2 separate regions of the Rattus norvegicus genome follow, and region 1 is linked to region 2. A link is a contact called in public HiChIP or PLAC-seq data. All regions are on one chromosome and are shown on one strand. Each heading gives the region's core, a stretch centred on a gene start, on an enhancer-like site or on the middle of the called end of the contact. The rest is flanking DNA. Distances are from core to core; before and after follow the strand shown.

Region 1 (5,123 bases), core at 872-3,371, 160 kb after region 2:
TAGATGATCACACTGCATCCCATTAAATAGTTCTATTGCTTTCTCTGATCTGTCTTCCATGATACTTATCCTGAACACAGCACTCCAGAGCCTCGGCTGTATTTGGAGCTGAGAGGCGTTATTCTGAAGCGCAACTGTCTAAACTTTTGGATCTGTAGCATTCATTAACTCAAGACATCCAACCTACAGTCTATCGAATTCATGTCTGAATCACTATTCTATGTGTCCATTTCACAGTTCATCAGTGATTTCTCTCCTAAGGGGAGACACAGCAAGTTACCTGGGAAAAGCTGCTACCCAGGAACACCTCCAGCCTTAGCTCCAGTTCACAGTCTAAATTCTCTCCACTGCCAAGGACATTAAAATGCTCATGCTCACCTCAGTCGGGTGCACTGGGAGTTCGCCTGTAATGTGCTGGAAACACTGGCCAACTCAGTGTCATTCACAAAGTTCAGGAGCACTTTCTCCATTTCCTCTCCACAACCCAAACTCATTCACAAAGTTCAGGGGCACTTTCTCCACTTATTTCCTTATCCACTTTACTAACAGAGATGCAAAACAGTACAGAAACCAGGGGCCAGCAGAAGAGACGGATGTTGGCATCGCTGAAGCTGATGCTCTCCTAATCTGAGAAAACATCCATCAAAGAGCTGACAGGACAGAGCCCACCTAACTGGTGTAAAGAAAGCAACCGTTCTCATCAGCTGTTCAAGAAGCCCCTCGAAGTCACCTCCCCTGCAGTTTAGACTGCACCCTTCAGTAGCTGGCACCTCTACTAAAGCACCCACCCCCCACCCTCCCACCCATCCACCCCCAGGCTTCTTCCCAAGGACCTGACCTATATGTCTATTAACGGTCCTACTTGGTTGTGGATCCAACTGGCTTTACGTCCATCCCCGAGCACACCCTGATAATCTCGTTCTATTTCTTCCACATCTGCTTTTTAGTATCACCACACTTCCCTCCAGCGGTTTCCCTTTTTGTCAAATTCAGGGGCCCAAAGAAAAAGACTATCAGTTTCACCTCTGTTGTGTAAGGGCTGATGCGCTCCCTGGGCACAGAATCTTAAGCCCAGCTCAAGTTTTACGTTCAGGAAATAGATGGGCTATCAATCTTGCCTCACAGAGAAACCGAAACTGTTTTTCTTAACATGCCTTTTCCCATATCCATTCCAGTCTGGCACTCTCACTTTTGACTGCACGATGATTTTTCAACCACTCACGGGTTAAGATTTAATACGTACTTTTATCTAGCTGAGAGATCCCAGATTCCGGTTCCTGCCCCGACACTTTTAAGGGAAGACGCAGCACGGAGCTTGTAAAAGCACCGACCCGAAGCAACATCTCAAGCCAAGCTATCAAGAGTTCACCGTCTGATTTCATGCCAGCTGGTTTGTTGTAGACTTACCTGTGCTTCGGGATCCCCCCCCCCCCCATCTCATCCCTACTTAGTCCCAGTCGGGATCAAGTCATTGGCTGACAAGATTTTGCTTCGTCTCGACTCAGATCTCACTGACCGTTAGAAATAAGTCCTGGTTCCTGACTGAGCTCATCTCCCAGCCAGGACTTTGCACGGAGTATTGGCTCGAACCATGCGTAGAGGTAGGAGCCAGGAAGGAACCCATCAGCTCTGGGTCTCAGTCGGGATTCTGGGTCTAAACAAGGCTCAGGGTCCGGTTAGTCCCAAGTCGGGATCGCAGTCTGGTCCAGGTCTCACCTTGACGCAGTCGATCGGGTACATCACGCAATGCTCCAGGATCCCTGCCACGGCGCCCGCCACCATGTGCGTGGTGACAGTGGCTCCAGCCGGCAGCGCTTCGTATTCCGGACCGGACTCCGGATCCAGCCGTACAGGGGTCTGATAGGCCCCCGCCTCCCCGCCGCCGGCCCCCCGGCCCACGCCCCGCTGCAGCCACCCGTCCAGCAGCGCCGACTCCCCGGGGCTCCGCCCGGGCCCAGCAGCTGGTCCTCCCGCCACGCCGCCTGCACTCCGCCCCTCCAACTCCATCCACTTCGGCCAGCCGCGGCGCTCACTCGCGCCGCCGCTGCCGCCACTACTGCCGCCGCCCCCCGGCCCCGTTGCGTCCGCCTCAGGCGCGGCCCAGAGAGCCCGGGGCCTCCGGCTCCCGCTTGGCCCCGCGGACACGCCCCCCAGACAGCCATTGGTGCAGACCCCAGTGTGTCCCCGCCCCCCTTTTACGGAGCAAAATTGTATATGTGCTACTCGCCAGATAGCTTGTCATTACTCCCGTAGGTCCCACCCCTTCCCCTTTGATCTTGGAAGCGTCTTGTTTATTGGCCCTTGATTGGTGGACTTGGCCGATCGGCCCGCCCCTAGCGTTTCGGGGGCGGGAGAAACGTAAGGCTGAACTTTGATAGGCTCAACCGCTCTGGCTACTTTGACGGTGGCCATTGGCCCTGACCACTTCGTTCTTCCATTGGATGTGGAGAGAAGCGCCGGGAAAACAGGGACCGGCTCGGGCTGCAGCCGGGCGCCGCGGGGCGGCGTGCGTGGCGGCCTGGATTGCCCGGGTGAGGGGGCGGTGCTAGGCCTTCAAGGTCAAACCGCTGCCGGTTGCCGTTAAGACTCGTGCTCTGGCGTGCACCGAGTGTGGAGTAGCACGGTCGGACTGTTCCCGCGGGATCTCAGGCGGGGGCGGAGTCGGCCTGGATCCTGCGTCCCCTGGCACAGCTCAACCGGCCGCTAGGGGAGATCCGCGGCGAACCTCGGGTGGTTCTGGAGTGGTGTGCCCTTAGGGCAGCTTCGCTCGCCTTGGGCCTTCCACCTAAAGCCTCCCCGTGAACCCTCCAGTGGGTGGACGGATGATCTCTCATTGGGTGGGCACTGCGTTGGGAAAGGAGAAGGCGAAATGGGATGATTCAGAGGCGACGACAGGTGTCAGGGTCTTGGACCATCATCCCAATCGCAGCGGAGCAACTGCTGATGCCTCGAAGTGGAGCTTGTCCGGACTCAGAAATTGAGCATCTTATCCAGAGCTCGCTCGCTGATAAGCTGCACAGCTTTCGATGACTGTCCGCTCTTCTCTCCGGGACCGCTGATTTGCGGCTTGAGAACCGCTCCCCGGTTCTAAAATGATGCCTCTGACCACCACCTTGAGCAGAAGCAGGCACTGAAACGACGCTAAGAGCCTCAACCTCTACTGAGGAGTGAGGGCCCCTTCCCGCTCGTTCTGTAGGCTTCCTCAGGCTCCCTTCTGAGCGGCGTGTTTGCACACGCTTCCCTAGTTTCTAGCTCTGCCTTCACAACCATTTTAATGAGATGATGACGCAATTGCAAACTTTTCCATCTTTTCATAGCATTTCCTTAGAAGGGTAGGAGGCTTTTCCATTTTCTCTCTAAAGTGAGTCTCAACTACTCTTTGGCTGTGGTTACTAACGTTTATGTCGTGATCTCTTGGAAAATAAAGCTCTTAAGTTCCCAACCTCATCCCCAGTCACACATAAAATTGCATTTCACTTCAGGTTTCAGCGTGGAGGAGATTCCATTAACTCAGGTTAAGAAATCATACCCTACATCATATACAGTCTTCCTATTACCCTGTACTTTTCTTTTGAGAGATGAATAGATTTCACAAAAAGGACCCCCTCGGTCCTGTTAAAATACCAGTTTTCTTTCCTGTCAAATTGTTTCAATAATGATTAGTGCCTACTATGTCCCGTCTCTCCTTATCATATTTACTTATTTTATGGTCATAAAATGATCCAAATTCAATGACTTCTCCTGGTGAGAGATAGCACTTGTCCTACATTGACCCACACCTTTCTCCCCCAGGGAAGACTCCAGATACCAGCTTTTAGATTTCTAAGTCTCTTTTCACTTTGCTAGCCACTGATGTGGAGCATTCTTGGAGATTGTTTCTTCCCAGTCTTTAATACATTGCAGAATTTTGCCATTCCAAACCCATTTTCGTCCCAGAGGCCTTCTTTCTGTTTTTACTGTTATCTACTTGCTTGCTTTTGTGGCATTGGGGAGCTAGGGAATGTCCAGCCACTAACTGCTGTGTGGCAGGGTGGTTCTGTCTACTTAGAAACCACCAAGAAAGGCCTTTCTGAGGAGATGGCACAGAGAGTGGCAAGCAAGGGTCAGTGAGGAAAGATCGAGAGAAGAACATTCTAGAGGGAGAAACAGGTACATCCACCCAAACCACCCTCATGTGAGAACAAATTTCAGAAAAGTGAGGCTTCCCAGTTAGGGTTAGTGTATTTGTCACAACAGCTGACGTTTATGTGGACACATGCACTTTCCCAGAATGCATTTCTTCTCTCCCCTTTTAAAAATCAAAAGGTTCCTTCTTGAGGGTCCAAAACTTAACATTATCCTCCTGCGTCCCCAAGCCAGCATTGTACCCTGCATGAAATATGGATGTAGAATAAAATGAGACTGAACTGATTTCTGAAGCCAAACATGACAATTAAGTTTGATTTCTTTACTGTCACAGAGATGACGGTGAGAACTTGTGAGCTCCTAGGGTAATCAACAAAAGAAGGGACTTTTTTAAGTCTGGAAACTTTAGAGGAAGACTTCTGAAGGACACTTGGAAAAGAGTTTCAAGAGAATCTGTCTCCTGTTCTCTGTGCAGAATCTTTCCTAAAACACTTCATGGAATTGCTGGAGAGATGGCTCAGTGGTTAAGAACACTTTGTTGCCCCTGAGTGATGGTGGCACATGCCTTTAGTCACAGCACTCAAGAGGCAGGTGGATCTCGGAGTTCAAGACTAGCCTAGTCTACAGAGTAAGTTCCACCACAGTAGCCAGGGCTACCTCAGAAACCTTCTCTCTCTCTCTCTCTCTCTCTCTCTCTCTCTCTCTCTCTCTCTCTCACACACACACACACACACACACACACACACACACACACACAAAAGCACTTGTCACTTCAGGGTTTGATTACTAGCACCCACATGGCAGCTCTCATTTTCTATAACCCCAGTTCCAGGGGACCCAACATCTTGTTCTGACCCCTGAACCACAAGTGGTGAACATACACACACTTAAAATGAGTAAGGCTAAAGAGAAGCAAAAACCTTTGTCCCGGAAAAGCTGTCAAAGCAAGGCAGTTCTTTCCTTTTCTTGTATCTCAGTCCTACCTTTACAAGAGAAAG
Region 2 (5,752 bases), core at 854-3,353:
GGTGGAGGTGCTGGGAAACCTTGGAGTGGATTTTTGATAGATTCTAATTGTCATTCATTCCTGTCACCTCATTCTTCCTCAGCTTCAAAGACATCAGCCAACCTCTGTCAGAGCCATAGGCACCCAGGTCTCATGCCTCTTCTCTCTGCAGGTTAGTTACTGGTTACCCCCAGGCCAGCTAAAATATCCCAAGCAGAGAAGGGTCCAGAGACCCTGAGGCCTGAGGCCCGCCCAGAATCCCATCTCTCCTACGGGTCAAACTATGCTTTCTTACTGGGCTTCAGCCTCCTTCCTTGCAAACAGGGGAGCAAGAAAACAACCTCCCATAATTGCTGTAGGCAGAACGAACACTCACACGCGTAACTCATGTTCTTGGGTTCCTGGAAACAGTGACAAAGTCGGGTCACTGCTGAGAGATGGGTATCTCAACGAAAGGCTGACTCCGGCCGTCTGGACTGGAAGTTTTTGTGTTCGAGAATATTTCATTCCTGAACCGATGTCCTAAGTTTCATTTTTTGGTTCTTAGGCTGAAAAATTTGTACAACGTCTTTCAAGGGGCCACTCAAAGAAAGGACAGACAACAGCAGAAATACCTCACACGTACATAACTCCTACTTATATACCAGACACCCCCCACCCCACCCACACACACAAAGCACTGATTGCATTAAGTCGCCACAAAAGCCCTGCAAGATTGGTCAAGCAATCGACCTTGCTAGCTCTCCTATCTACATTAGGCTGTAAACAAACACGCGGAGGTTCTGGGCTGGGTTTAAATAAAGAGCTTATATGGTGACCATTGTGGTTTTTATCTTTCAGTATTTCTCCTGTTCTGCTGGCTGCTAAGAACATCAAATTTCTCTCCATTGGCAAAACAACTAATACGGACCTTTTTATGTTTTATTTTGAGAAGTTTCAGGCACACACAGAAGTTGAGAAAATAGGATCTATCACTTACGTCCAGGCACCATCCATAAAACATCACTTTAGGGTTTTCTCTCATGACAGTGCGTGGGGGGAGGGAAGGAGGGAGGGAAAGAGGGAGGGAGGGAGGGAGGGAGGAGGGAGGGAGGGAGAGAGAGAGAGAGAGAGAGAGAACACGAGGGCTGTGTGTGCACATCCTCTCTAAGAACTTAGATTCTGAATCCCCTTCACCTCACTCACCCTCTACTGCAAAACAATCCCATCTCTTCTTTCTAATGTTCTAGCGCTTTCGGTTCCGCTTGGTTCCCTACTGAGGGCATCATTCTGCTCACTTCTCTCTCCTTGGCTGGCCTCTGCACGTGGCCAAACGCAAACCAAGCTCTGTAGAGCTTCAAACATCAAGACGCCAGTTATGACAAAGTCGCTGGAGGCTCGAGTTAAAGGGCTTTAGAGACTTTACAACATAAAGGTCCTTGGAGGAAGGCTAACTTGGTTCAAGGCAAACAATCGGGAGATGAAGACCCAGATGTGTGAGGTCTGAGCTGGGCTCTCACCTCATCTGCTCCACTCTGAGAATAAACCAAACCTACATCTTCCTCGTATGGGTTAACAGGCTTCCTAACTGGAGCCTGCAGCTCCATTAGGCTAACAGCTGACCATGACGCCAAAGCTACCAGACTTCTCTCTCCTTACCACCCCATGGTTGCTTTAGAACAAGTACTATATAGAAGACAGGGTGAAGAAACAAAAACGGCATGTGTCCCAGATGTTACACCTGTCCTGCGTGACCTTGAACACCGCCTCTTTCCAAGGACTCTGTATCGCCATCTGTGAAATGGGTAGGCTGGTGATGCCCTCGTGGTCCCAGCCTTCTCTCCCCAGTCCCCTCTCAGGGAGGCACCAAACTAAGCCTCAGTTCCTCCTAAGCCCACCTCCCCCCACAAAGCTGCTCGCATTCCAGGGCACTGCATCCTTACCTCCCACGCCGAGGTTAACCTTGCGGGGATCGGGATCATCCCGGAAGTCCGCAATGAGCTTAAAGACCAGAACCGGCGGGGCCTGTGGAACCTGGGCAAAGAATGATGGAGGGGCCATCGCGATGGAATCTGAGGGGACCTCGAGCACGAGCTGGGAGCTGCTCCGTGCGGTGCGGGGACCTGTGACTGGAGGAGACTCTCACCTTCACCGGCGGGCGGGGCAGCCCGCGGCTTCCAATGACCGAGCCGCGCCCGGAGCTTGGCAACGCGCTTAACCAATCACAACCTTCCGACAAAGAAGGGTTGGGCGGGACAAGGCTCTATTAGCCAATTCAAGAGGAGGATCTTATCGGAGGCTTGTATGATGCAACCAATGCAGTGGACACCGGAGGAGGCGTGGGCAAAGACTAGGATGATTGGCATAGCGTGTTCCAATCGCTGAGGCTTTTATTCCTTAGGGTGATGAGGATGATGCGGGTGGCGGGAGTCCCTAGAGGACAGCCTCCTGACCTTCTGGGTCCTGGAGACCTGGGGCGGTGGCCCGCCCTCGGGAATAGTAGAGAACAGGTCTTTCTGTACCAGCTGAGCAGGTGGCTGTCCCCGCCAGGCTCCGTTCCTGCGCACGTTCCTGCGTTAGCCAGGCCGGGCTGACAGCCAAGTCCCCGACACTGGACTCTAGTGGTCCGCCTGGACACGCTGTACCCGATCGCGGGTGACCTTGACCATCTCCACTCAGTGCTTCCGCAGAAAGAAACCTGGGGGTGTTGTCTACCTTGATCGCTGGCAGGAGAGACCCTGCAGAAGGTAAAGGGATGAGCACAGGCTAGTTTGAGAATTTTACCATCCCCGCCCCCACCCCGGTAGGTAACCGGGGCGGAGGAAGCCTTAGCCCTAAAAGACCTTCAAAGATCTAGTGAGGCCTCCCTGTGCAGTGTTCCTCCCACGCAAGCTGTCATCGATTGGCAGATCCCCAAACTGCTGCTGCCTTTTGTCAGGTCAGGCTGCTTCTTCCCCTGAGATTCTATTTCTGTCCAGATCCTTTCTCCACCTGTTGACCTTGAAGATTCACATCTGTCAGCCGTCCATAAAACCTTCTCTTAATACTCCGCCTGGTTAAACGTCTCTCTGTGCGTTGGGGCGTTTTGTTGCCGACGTTACAATTTTAGAAAGTATCCTGATGAGTAGGAGCCTGACTCTGGAGCCAGGCAAGTTAGGTATAGATGCTGGCTGCCACTGACTTACTTGGGGCAGGCCTGTTCCTGCTCTGTGAGATGGAGATAATAATGTTTTCCTCCGGGTTGTTGTGGGGATTAGGTGCGTTAAGACACATAAAGTGTTTAGTCGCACACAGTAAGTGCTCTCTAAATACTAGCTTTGTTATGACACAGGCTCCACACCCCCTCATAGATAGCCTGGGATCTGGGAAACCTTCCTCCGTTTCTTACACTGGATGTTCAACCAATGCTAGAAGCAGCCAGTTCCTTGGTGTTTTGTGAGAAGACAGCATCGAGGCTTCCTTTGGGTGACATGATAAATCTTCACATGAGTTTCCCATTCAGAGGGTAAACATAAGCCATCAAACTTTGGGCAGTGCTTGCTAAGGTTTTCTGTCTTTTTCTTTTCAAAAGCATCACCTTGTCTTTTTAAGGAAACCTCCCATCGCGTTTCATGAATGTTTTCCCCTAACAGTCACAAGCTAATTGTGAAGGTCCAACAACCAGGGTCGAGCACTTTCAGTGCGTCCAAAACTCACAGCCCGAGGGCAACTCTGCACCCTAGGCTTCCTAGAATTTAATTTAGAAGTGTGGTCTTCACAGCGTTAGGCAACAATGTCATGGTCACTCTCTGCGTCATTCCCAGGGAGAAAAGCAACCCTGGGTTACCTAAACACTGTCAGTTTGGCTAAGAACAAATAAATATTTCTCTGTGTGTGCGCATGTGCTCCGTTCAGTTAGGTACACAGCAGCACATATTGGGGGGGTGGGCCGGATTTGCACACGTCTGCATCTGGAGTAGGGGCCAAAGGTGAACATCAGGTGACTTCCTCAGTTGCTTTCCACCTTATTATTTGAGACAGGGTCTCTCACTGAACCTGGACCTCAGGTTCTACTAGACTCTCAGGTCAGTGGGCTTCAGAGACTTGCGGGTATCACGGAAGATACAAGCACACTTTCTCTCTCTCTCTCTCTCTCTCTCTCTCTCTCTCTCTCTCTCTCTCTCTCTCTCGGCCTCCACATGTGTGCTGGGGTTCCAAGCTCAGGTCCTGAGGTTTGTACAGCAAGCACTTAGCACTTTTACCGGACGAGTCATCGCCCCAGCCTCCAAATAAATACATATTGACTGCTGTCAGCCTAAAAACCTCCACAGTCAAACCTGTGTGATGGGTTGCTGGATAGTAGTTTTATGTCAACTTGACACAAGCTGGAGTCAAATGAGAGGAAGGATCTCAGTTGAGAGAATGCCACCATAAGATCCACCTGTAGGACATTATATTCATTAGTGATCATGGGAGGGTGGAGTGGCTCGCCCATTGTGGGTGGTACCACCTCTGGGATGGTGTCCTGGATTCTATTAGAAAGCACGCTGAGTAAGCGCGTGCGGGGTGGGGTGGGGTGGGGTGGGGTGTCAGTCAGTTCCCCTCCATGGCCTCTGCATCAGCTCCTGCCTCTAGGTTCTAGCCCTGCTTGAGTTTCTGTCCTGAGTTACTTCAGTGATAGACTTGGATGTGGAAGTGTAAGCCAAATAAACCCTTTCCTCCCCAACTTGCTTTTGGTCATGGTATTTCACCACAGCACTTGAAACCCTAACTAAGACAGATGTGGACAGATGTGGAAGGTGCTGTATACAGTTGTTATTCCTGTCCTGTACATAACACGTGAATTTTAGGGGCTTGGAAAGGTGGGGAAGGATGCCTGCCTTTTATATAGGATTTAAACGTCCTCCTCCCACCTCCTGCTCCCAGGAATGTGAAGCTCTTGGATTTTGCATTTAGAACTCTTCTGTCTTGAACCTTGTAAGCTATTCCCTGAGTAAAAGGCCAAGCTTGAAATAAACAAAATGCCTTCTAGGTCGTTCTAATTTTAACGATTTGACTTAGAATTGACTCAACACTGCCTCCTTGCTGAGGAAATGAGCCAAGCAAAGGGCTTATGAAGAGTAGAACCAGGCAGTCAACCCGAGTGGCCAGAGAAAGGGCAGGTGAGGTCAAAAGACGAGTCTGTAAGTCTCATGATCTTCTGACAAGCTTCTAAAACTGCTCGAGGAGAGTCCTACTGTCTCCTTTCTGTCTCCCACCCCACCCCACCCTCACCTCTTTTCTTCAAAAAGCAAAACTGCAAAAGAGGGATTGGGAGGCCACCTGGCAACAGCTGTATCTGGATCATTCCTTTAGAATATATTTCTTTAGAATATATTTCTTTAGAATATATTCTTTTGGAAACCTGAAACCTCCAGGTATCAATACTGTCCAAAAACACAGGGGGTAGAACATCTGTGGCAACTGTCCGGGCCGCTAAGCTAAGCCATACCTTATATTTGACTCCGTCTTACCCCTGATTGCCCAGGATGTCTAAGCTCAAGAACAAGTTGGGGAGGGAAGAGTTTATAGCACTTTGCACTCAAAGCACAAAATGCTTTGGGATGCTTTGTCTGGGTGTACATGTGCTGTCACTAAGGGCATTAAGGAGCTGAGTTTTATGTTGAACCAATATTTCTTTAGAAACCTAAGCTGCAAGAGAAGATATGTTCAAGGGTCTCTATGTGGCCAAATGCTGGGTTCACCAAGCACGAACCCCACTAAAGGGGTTGTGTTCTGGGATGGTAACTGAATTCTTAGGCTAAAGAAAGCAGTC

The links. HiChIP or PLAC-seq counts read pairs in DNA pulled down with a chosen protein or histone mark.
Region 1: a contact with region 2 is called in an H3K27ac HiChIP or PLAC-seq map of oligodendrocytes, with 4 times the contacts expected there. The contact joins the promoter of Slc25a28 here to the promoter of Got1 in region 2. A contact is called at or near these places in 1 of 12 Hi-C or Micro-C datasets (the A7r5 cell line) and 1 of 1 datasets of contacts at active chromatin or transcription factors (oligodendrocytes).

Annotation. Positions count from the first base shown.
Region 1 is chr1:252,489,221-252,494,343 of GRCr8, forward strand. Slc25a28 (solute carrier family 25 member 28) reads right to left here and starts at 2,122. Exons shown (of 4, transcript NM_001109515.1): 1 at 1,717-2,122. The coding sequence starts at 2,007.
Region 2 is chr1:252,327,768-252,333,519 of GRCr8, forward strand. It overlaps Got1 (glutamic-oxaloacetic transaminase 1), which reads right to left and starts at 2,104. Exons shown (of 9, transcript NM_012571.2): 1 at 1,902-2,104. The coding sequence starts at 2,019.